Linked DNA regions of Bombyx mori: region 2 is linked to region 1. A link is a contact called in public Hi-C data. All regions are on one chromosome and are shown on one strand. Each heading gives the region's core, a stretch centred on a gene start, on an enhancer-like site or on the middle of the called end of the contact. The rest is flanking DNA. Distances are from core to core; before and after follow the strand shown. Region 1 overlaps LOC101744693 (IQ motif and SEC7 domain-containing protein 1). Region 2 overlaps LOC692674 (transcriptional activator cubitus interruptus).

Region 1 (5,242 bases), core at 1,183-3,682:
AGTAACGCCATCTATCGCCGAATAGTCGAACGAATATCGAAGGATCTAGTAACACCTAGAACGCTCGAGAAGTTCCACAGATGTGTGGAATATTCTCGATAACTCTAGGGATGAGGTATCGGCTATAAAAGAATTGTAGAGATGGCACGCAGTCAGCCAGTAATCGGAACTACTCGAAGCGAAACAGCGAACGTATTACCTGAAGCGAAGCGGAAGAAGCGAATTGAGAATTTTAAAGTGTTTGTGAATTGTTTTAAGTGTTTTTCAAGTGTTGAATACAGTTTATAGTTGTAATTTGGTGGAATTTTATTTATCCCGACCCCAGCGCCTAACAATACATATACGTCCGATGGACCATTAACATATAATAACATATTCGTGTGATGCGTTTGGCGATAGTTACCGTCGCCGTTTCTAGGAAGAACTTGCGTAAAATTTACCTAGTGAAGATTTAATTTAGTTTCAGCTAGATTCAAGATGATAGCTCATGAATGTGCTTCTAAAGATTTGATATCCTAATGTTAAGTGGATAAGGAAGCTTGTAGGCGTGAAGTAAAAGTATCTATTGTATTGTATAAAAACTGCCCAACCCTTCAAACTATTTCGGTAATATTATCGGTAGGCTGTGTTGTGAGTCCGGTAGGTAGATACATACCACCCTGCCTATTTCTGCCGTGAAGCATTAATGCGTTCCGGTTTGAAAGGTGGGGCAGACGTTGTACTGGAAAACTGGGACTTGGAAGTAATGTCTCAAGCCGGGTGGCGGCATTTACGTTGTTAATGACTATGAGTTCCGGTAACCACTTAAAATCGGGTGGGCTTTGACCTAGTTCCCCCATATAAGCAATGTTTTTATTATTGAACGGCCGTCTGGTGTAGCGGTAAGTGACATAGTCACTACACAGGGGGTCGCGGGTTCGAATCCCGCCAAGGGAAGATATTTGTATGATAAATATAAATGTCTTTTCCAGGGTTATGTATATATATTAAATATGTGTATGTGTATAATAAAAATCTTACATTTATTTCCGTTATCTGGTACCTGTAACACAAGTTCTTTACGAACTTATCACGGGACCAGTTAACGTGGCGTGACTGTTAGTAAATATTTATTTATTTTATTTTATTTATTATTTATTGAAACATTTTATTTGTAACCTATTATTCCGCCCATATAAGCAATATATTTTTAAATTATTTATTCCAACATACCAGTATTCATCATCTGGTGATTGTGTAGAGATTCATTGTGCGATGATGAAGTCGATATATTGGTCACGGAGCCGCTAACTGAACAACTGCAAACCTGAAATTCACGAAATACACGTGATTACATATTAATTTAAAACACCGACTAAGTAAATTGTCTTGCTGATTAAATAATACTGAAAATATTATTTACATTACGTTTGAGTCAGGATTGTTTGGTTTGAGAATAATTAAAAGTCGATTTTTGTGTTCTCACTTAGGATATAGAATAAATTAATTCAACTCGTAAAAATACAGTGATGAGGTTTTTTTTAATTGATTTGTTAGCCAGGTACTAAATCGCAACAAAGCTTAGTGACGGAAAGCTTAAATCCCAAATATTTTTTTTATATAACAGGATTAGGTGACACACTAGTTAGCACCCCTGACTGCTTTGCCAATAGACGTTGGTTCGATTCCCAGTTCGGATATTTGTGTGACGGACAAGTTTGTTTGCGCTTTGTCTGAGAGTTTAATGTATACGTTCCCTAGATTATTTGTTTATTAATATGTTATTTACTTTAACATTCTTTGTTTTAATGTGATAATGACATTTCACAGAAATTTAATTCAGAAAATTTTTTCGCAACTCGACGCGATGGCACGCGATCACTATCATTTCTCTGTTCGTATGAAATCCATACATCGTGAGTAACAAGTGCTCACGGATGCTCACGGCTGGAATTTAACAGCCGATCTCAGCACTCAATAAAATACAGCCGGTATTATACGAATGCCATCGACCTCCTTGCGGAAGCCGTATACTATTTTTATCTAAATAGGAAAGCTGACGGCTGATATTGGTGTTCCCTGTGACAATCCCGGAAGCTACCCTTCCGTCGTGATTATACCAAAGAAAAAAAGACCTACATTATATTTACGTAAATCATATTTTCCGGTATTGAAACTCCACAGTCTTGTCATTTTCACTATCCGAAATACATCTTTGCTCTTCTTTGCCGATTTCATTAGCACTTTCGACTTTTTACGATTCACTTCGTAACACATTTTTTTTTGTTTCTTATTTTTCTAGAAATATCTAAGTGAGCACTAGGTTTAATGTCGCGTCGTATTCAATAGTTGATATACCGTATTTAATTACACGGTTTCTATAAGACGGTGCGCAGGCGACCACACGACGCGGCGCACGTCACCAACTGATAGAATATTGTTTGGGCTATCATGTCATTGTGTTTATTTAACTAATAATACACACACGCTTTGTGTAACAGCCGAACAAGGTTATTATATTCGCTAAGATGTAGTGCGTTGACATTTTTATCGCATAGTTTTTATGTAGGAAGTGTCGCGATCGCTATACCTACTCGTGTTACGATGCTTTAGTTATAGAAATTTTCCGTTATTTTTAATTGCACAGTGATTAAATTAGATTAAATTAGATACCGGAATCACTAGGAAAAGTAAGAACACAGTTAGTAAAAATATATATATGGTAAATATAGTAAATGCACAACAGAATTAGCTGAGTCATATTTTTTTTTGTACTCCGTGTGTGTACCCAAATCAACAGAATCAGGGAAATATAAATATTTATACAGTAATTTGAAGGCTTTTCACAGAAAATAATAGTTATTCAGTACTTCTAATTAGAATAAACAAAGCATTTAGAAATTAATCTGGGTATTTTTTTTCCTATCTAAGCTGATAGCCTTGAGAGGCTATTTCAGCGTAACCTTAGCTAGTAGGTGAGCTCACGGGGCTCAAACCGGAGTGATGCTAACACTCACCCTAGCAAGAGCAGTGCTTCGCAGAATCTACCACCGGATCGGAAACGCGACCTACTGAGAAGATCCGGCGAGAAACTCTGTGGGCTGTGTCTGTGGGTTAATTCGCTCGTTGAGCCCTACGTCAAAAGCGACGGGTTCGACGAGGACATTTACCGGTGCTTGTGGTACCTAAAAGCACCGTTAATGGATCGGGAGAATCCGTAATCACGTGTTTTGGGCAATAGGTCCTAGTACAAAGGCATATATTCGCACAACTACGAATACATCAGACCTTTTTAATTTGGAAAACGAAGGTTTCTTACATGTATTGACTCATTAAGAAGTTATGTACCAAAATTAGGTAAAAGTTAAGTAATGATTTGTTTAATATCCGTCATACCCCGCTGTCTGCGTCAGCCGGATGAAGCACCCCGGGCGGTAGATCGGTGGCGATCATGTGGATCTGGTGAGCCGACTGCTGAACTCTAGCAACCATGGCTTCTACGTCGTGCGTGTCGCATTGCAAGTGGTTGCTGCGAAAAAAAAACAATACCACCACTTAATTTTTTGATTCAAAGTTAAAATCTTATACCTTTGTATAAATTGTGTGAGTCCGCACGGGTAGGTATCACCACCCCGCCTAATTCTGCCGTGAAGCAGTAATGCGTTTCGATTTGAAGGGTGGGGCAGCCGTTGTAACTATACTGAGACCTTAGAACTTATATCTCAAGGTGGGTGGCGCATTTACGTTGTAGATGTCTATGGGCTCCAGTAACCACTTAACACCAGGTGGGCTGTGAGCTCGTCCAACCATGTAGACAATAAAAAAAAAAGTCCTGTATCAGCATTTTTATGCGGCTATAAATTCTAGAGATTTATCTGATTATTTCACCTTTTCAATACAAATTTGTAGTATGCAGTTAATTTCAGTCAAGTTCAGCTTACAGAATTTTTGTAAATGCTTACTCCTTAGTACATACAAACAATTATTAAATTATAATTCACAATATTCGAGTCGAAGAAGCGACCTAAATTCAATATACTTTTCCCTTTTATTTCTGTACTATAATTTGATACTTTACGGCAAAAGTAATTAGATAAAAAACCTCTTTTCTTTAAGAAGGATTTAATTTGTATTCGATAAGGACATGTCCTTGAAACCCGATTGCCGATGTCCTTAGCTAGGCGGTGATTCCTCTGACCTTCCTCTGTTTATTTTCCTTATATTATTTCCGACATTTCGTATACTTTTTTAGTGGTCACGGACGAACAAGATGTTGTTCGTGTTTGAAACTGTGATAGCCCAGTTAGCATTAGATAAAAAATTAAGAGTAGTACATAGTATATATTAGAGTATAACATCGTGTAATAAAAATCAAACCCGCAGAATTATAATTTGCGTAATTACTGGTGGTAGGACCTCTTGTTAGTCCGCGCTGGTGGGTATCACCGCCCTGCCTATTTCTGCCGTGAAGCAGTAATGCGTTTCGGTTTGAAGGGTGGGGCAGCCGTTGTGACTATACTGAGACTTTAGAACTTGTATCTCAAGGTGGGTTGGTAGTCGTAGATGTCTATGGGCTCCAGTAACCACTTAACACCAGGTGGAATGTGACCTTGTCCACCCATCTAAGCAATAAAAAAAAAGTTTGAATTATATTAACGAAAATCGAAGAAAATAATAGATTTGATGTTCTAGAGCTCTGTCGTTACTGACTGGAATTAATCGGCTATTGTATGACCTCTCTGTAGGATTCCTTGTAACTTACCCCATGTCGGGTGGTTCGTGTCGCTCCCGCAAGGACATCGACCTCATGGGTCTCGTCAAAGCTAACATCTTTTCTGTGCCGCTGGGACTTTTTTGTAGCAACGTAGTCGCGTAGATATCAGTACCTGTAATTACGGACAAATGGAGTTTTAGAATCGGAATAATTGTTAAACGTAAAATTGTAGATAAGAGCAGTTTTTTTTTTTAAATTGTGTACTGTAAAAACGGTGACTTAGAACTCACGTCTCAAGGTGAGTGACTTCGATTTAGTCGAGAAGCATAATAAAAGAGTGTGGCCTAATTTCCGCTATTTCAAACAATTATTACCTCGCTAACTTTAATATTCTGCAATAATTTAATATTTTCGCTTAAAATTAAATGATTACACAATAAATCTGTCATTACTTAGTCTGTCTAGTCCAACTGTGACGCTTGCGACATTCCGAAACCACGTGGACTCATTGAATGCGAAAATCGCGGTAGGAAATCGTTATATAATAAT
Region 2 (5,119 bases), core at 2,061-4,560, 410 kb after region 1:
TTTGATAGGAGAACGAGCTCACGGCCCACCTGATGTCAAGTGGTTATCAGAGCCCATAGACATCTACAACGTAAATGATTGAGATAAGAGTTCTAAGGTCTCAGTATAATTACAAGTATAGCAAGGTACAAGTATTATATTTAAACATCTCTGATGCTCAGGAGCCACGACATCTTGCGTCTTACCACATCACGCATACCAGGAATCGAGCTCATCATAATAATTTCCAACAAATCATACGTGCTGAAGTATTTCTGTACCATTCGGTGGTCGCTTTGAATTACGCTGCCCTGCAACCCTCAGACACATCCCACTGAGTTTCTCACCGAATCTTCTCAGAGGGTCGCGTTTCCGATCCGATGGTAGATTCTGCGAAGCACGGCTCTTGCTAGGGTTCGTGTTAGCAACGTCGTCAGGTTTGAGTCCTTTGAGCTCACCTACGAGTTAAGGTTACGCTGAAATAACCTCTCAAGGCTCTCAGCTTGGGTAGGAAAAAAAAAACCGCCCTGGTAAAAGAACTACTGGCAATGATTTACTGTCGTCGTATAAGAAGGCGTGAACTTACGATCCAGTTCATTTTACGGATTTATCGTCACTTATCTAAAATATTAATCGGTAGTTACTACAAGCGTAGCCGGTCCCTACTTTTATAAAATGACTAGTTGTACCCGTCCGCTTCGCTGGGCATTTAAAATTAACATTATTATTTCTCACCCCCACAAAGATTCTCATCACTAACGCCCCCGCAACTGGTGTAGGGAGTACACTCATATACACACAACACTCATATAAATATTAGCCTATCCATTAAGTTCATGTATTTTCTACACGGATACCAAGTTTCAAGTCAATCGGATGCACGATTCAGTAGTTATAACGGAACATCCGGAAAAACCACTGTAGATTTATATATTAGTATAGATAAAATTAAATAGCGATCTCTCGCGCTATCTTCCAGGCCATCCTACTCCGGGGAGTCACATGTTCTGAAGTCAGGGCAGAGGAACTAGCATTGGAGTTGGATCCGAACGTTCAAGTGAAAGAAGAGGCGAGAAGACTTTCGGAGCAGTCGAACTTAAGTGATCAGACCCAAGGCTACCAGCCGTACCCTTGCGGAACCGACGGTTTGGTAAGTTAACGTTTTTTGCTCAAATGCCAACTTTTCAGACACCATAGTTCATATTGATGTTGAGTTGCTGCTGTATTTGCTGTTTCTATTTCTGTAACGCTATGCCAAAAGTCAAGATCTTCAAATTCAATGTCTAAGCTGTCACGTTCACGCGACGGTGTCTACAGATTCTGATAATTGCTTGGGATCATGTGCATTTTTAATTTGACTAAATCTTACAAAAATGCAGTAATCATATTATTCTTTTACGTAATAGTGAAAGAGGATGCATCATTTTTTAGAAATTCCTATAGATAAACTATTTAATATGTCTTGAAGGGTTTCAGAGAAGTTGATTCTTTTGTCTTCAACATTTCATCGACAGTAATTTTGTTATTAAATGCTTTTAGGGCGACGCTCCGTTCCCGTTCAAAACTGAATGCGACCAGGAAACTGTGACGTATAAGGAGTCACGGTCCAATTCCACCAGCACCGTGGTGGTCACCACGGCACAGATCCACCACCCCAACCAGGAAGTCAACTTGGAACAGGTACGAATAAAAATGACTTGGAGTTTTCAAATTAATTAATCTACCGATTGAAATTGTTACAAAGAAATCAGAATATTTATCAAGATATAAGATTGCATGTACAATAAAGATAACAATAGTGTAATGATTATTTCAATCACATTGGAATACCAGCATAAAGCGGTTTTTATTTTAAATTAATTGCTTAATCTTTTTTTCTCATAAGGTGGCTGAAGGTGAAATGGTGGAGAATAAGCTGGTGATACCCGACGAAATGATGCAATATCTTAACCAATCAATATTGGCAACCGAAGCGGAAACATCAGCTAAAACGGACTCCGCAAATCGACCTAACACAGAACCGAGTCTAGATAAGGACAGTGCTACCAAAGACAATACCACAAACGAACAACAAAACACTAATAATTCCAGTGATAAAGTCAGTGACGTAGCGACCAGTGACGATTCTCTACTTAAAAATCTAGGTGCCATAGGAAGTGATCTCAATATAAGTGATATTCAAGTCGATTTAAGGTCGTTAGACGTTAGTATGTCGGGCAACAGCGGCTCTCTTCTGGCTGTCAAAACACCCGAAGATAAAACTCCTCTACAAGAACAAGTCACCCCGGAAGTCAAAGCAGAGAACAAAGAAAGGGAAACGAAGAAGTCGGATCCGAATCCTTTGCAATCACTGCAAACGATGACAGCCAACCAGACTGAACAATCCAATAAAATTAGGGCTAATGCTCAGAAACAGAATAAGACGAATACTAAGACTATAATGAGTCAAAATATTTTGAGTCCGCAGAACCTGCCTCACAGCATGTTGAGTCCACAAAGCCTCCCGCACAGTGCAATGAGTCCACAAAGCGTTATGAGTCCGCACAATATCCCACAAAATATTATGTCCCCTCCCAGTGCTTATAACGTGATGAGCCCCCAAAGTGCGATGAGTGTAATGTCCCCGCAGCATAATGCCATGAGCCCACAAAGCATGCAAAGTCTCATGAGTCCACAGATACCCAACCAAATAATGTTGAGCCCTCGTCACAATAACGTCAGTAGCCCCATGTCACAGAATATGGCTAGTCCCATGATGAACATGGCTAGTCCGATGGGACAGACCATAGCCAGTCCCATGAGCCACGGTATGCCCAGCCCCATGCATCCAGGAATGCAAAGCCCAATGGGACAGGGCATGGCAAGTCCAATGATACAAAACATGCCGGTGGCTATGAACGGACCTGTGAACCCCAATCTCCAAAATCAAATGATCAACGTTAATCAACAACAAATGGCTCTCAACTATCGGCCCAACTGTCACAGAATGCCGGCTCGGCCAAATATGCCGATGCCGAACCAGTACACGCAAAATTACAATAACAACCAACCACCACAATATCCAATGCAAAACCAAAATGTTAACGTGCACCATCAAAACGTGCAAAATTATCAAATCATGCAATCTTACAACCAGAACCAAGCACCGACGGTCAATCAAATGGTTCAAAATCAGAACGTTCATTATCCGAACCAGCCTATGATGAACTACCAACAGATGAACTTCAACCAGAACAGCCGTGCTCACCCGATGCAGTCGTCTAGATCGTCCATGATGAGCGTCGACAACAGCGGCAATATGACCCGGGGTGTAATGACCAGTTACTGCGACACGCAACACCAGTGCCCGCCCGCACAGACCAACCATTACAACCAGAACGTACAGTACCCTCAGCCGCCTCCATACAATGCCGTCGTCAATAACAACGTGATGGGACCTCCACCACCGAAGAACAATCACCAATACAACCAAGCTATGATGAACAATAACCAATATTACAATCACCAGAGGCCTTACAACCAATGGGACTATCCAGGCAATCAGTTCAACAAACACAATCCACAGAAGTCCACACCGAATTCCGTGAACATGTCGACGGGAAGCCAGAAACAAGTCAAGTGCAACCGGCTGACGAACTGCAACCAAATCAAGAACGACCAGGCTGATTGCAGCATGAACAGCCTGAGGAGCCAAAACAATCAGCCCAGCGAAGTCCAAGTCTGGGACATATCTCAGTCGCAAATCGAAGCGAACAACGGAAGACGGAAGACCCAAAACAATTCAATGAGACAGGAAACTTATCAGAGAACGCTGGAGTACGTCGAGAACTGTGAAAACTGGAAGAGTTCTGAAATGGTGTCGAGCACCACGCATCCCCTGCAAGGCGATAATATGGTTGTGAATGACCTCCAGACGTCTTTGTCTTCGTTTTACGAGGAGAATCAATACCTCCAAATGATTCAATAGTTGCTTAAGTGTATTATTAATATTTTTTTTGTAAAATCAAGGACATAAACTACATACTTGAACAGTGCACTAATGCCACATATTCGATTTCTAATTCACTTATTGTAGGGCAGTTAACAAGTGAGAGTGTACGTAATGTACTATGCTCAAGTTTCAGAAGTCAATCGAAGCAACCATACCATTTTTAACTTTCAACGAAATAATATAAAGAAACACGTTTGGCACTCTGGGACTGCCGCGGTAAAGCTATTGCATAGCATTTTTTATCAACTTATGCAATTGTAATGAGACAATAATAATTTAATATTAAAACAATAATTAATAAGACCACGCTATATTTATAAATATTAACAAAAGCAAAACATTAACTGTCCCCTTCACACTCACAAGCTAAACCGTGCGCTAAACTAAACCGTGTTGTGCATGCAGTGCGACGTCACGCCGCGCGCTTATTCACAAACACTACACAAGCGCAACGTGTGAATGTGTTGAACGCGAGCTACATGGTAGGCGGAGTGGGGGAGTGTTAGGTTTTATTTTCGTTACGAAATTTCTTGATTCGATCGCTGCGCTCAAAGCCCGCCATAAAAGTATGCAAACATGGCAAAATAATTATAATAATAAATGCGAAGATATGTGATATTGGGTGGATCTTTAATACTCATTCACGCAATAACTACAGCACAGATTTTGATGAAACTTCATAATGCTATAGTTTATTTAACCAAACCACATGAGCTATAATCTAGTACGAAAAATGTACGGCAGGTGGCGCGGTTGTAGTTTCAATTGCCCTATATTTTTCATGCCATTTCCCTGTGAACCGGAATAATTTTAGTTCCTAACGCGTTAGTGGGTGGATATGACCTCGTAAAGGTCAGTCGTTTGAAGATCCGTTCTTTGGATACCCGTTTAACACTGAATACGAGATGTCGGATCGCTACCTCTCTGAAAACCTCTGTTCAGGTTCGTGGATTATGTATCCTTGATTCTTGGTGCATTGAAACATAGGTTGTTGCTACACGTCCCTTCGAGACTGATTATTTTTTAAAACATACTTTTACATATAAAAAATTTAAAAAAAAAACCTTAACCTAAGTTCTAAAATTTAAAAGACATCGTTTGAGATTGTACATAACAAATCGTCTTCCAATAGTACTATTATTGCATTTA

What was found. Hi-C and Micro-C count contacts between places; a contact is called where the count stands out from the background.
Region 2: a Hi-C map of posterior silk gland shows a contact between it and region 1, with 2.5 times the contacts expected there. The contact joins two enhancer-like sites. A contact is called at or near these places in 2 of 7 Hi-C or Micro-C datasets (posterior silk gland and whole pupa).

What each region holds. Positions count from the first base shown.
Region 1 is chr27:6,186,794-6,192,035 of ASM3026992v2, forward strand. It overlaps LOC101744693 (IQ motif and SEC7 domain-containing protein 1), which reads right to left. Exons shown (of 23, transcript XM_021346151.3): 8 at 4,742-4,865; 9 at 3,376-3,508; 10 at 1,213-1,306. Among protein-coding and RNA genes, the nearest start is that of LOC119630684, 17 kb to the right of the region's middle. Within about 2 kb of position 2,433, at least 4 of the 8 cell types and tissues checked have open chromatin away from gene starts, as enhancers often do.
Region 2 is chr27:6,597,626-6,602,744 of ASM3026992v2, forward strand. LOC692674 (transcriptional activator cubitus interruptus) reads left to right here. Exons shown (of 21, transcript XM_062676509.1): 19 at 959-1,129; 20 at 1,519-1,659; 21 at 1,865-5,119. The coding sequence ends at 3,946. Among protein-coding and RNA genes, the nearest start is that of LOC119630801, 18 kb to the right of the region's middle. Within about 2 kb of position 3,311, at least 5 of the 8 cell types and tissues checked have open chromatin away from gene starts, as enhancers often do.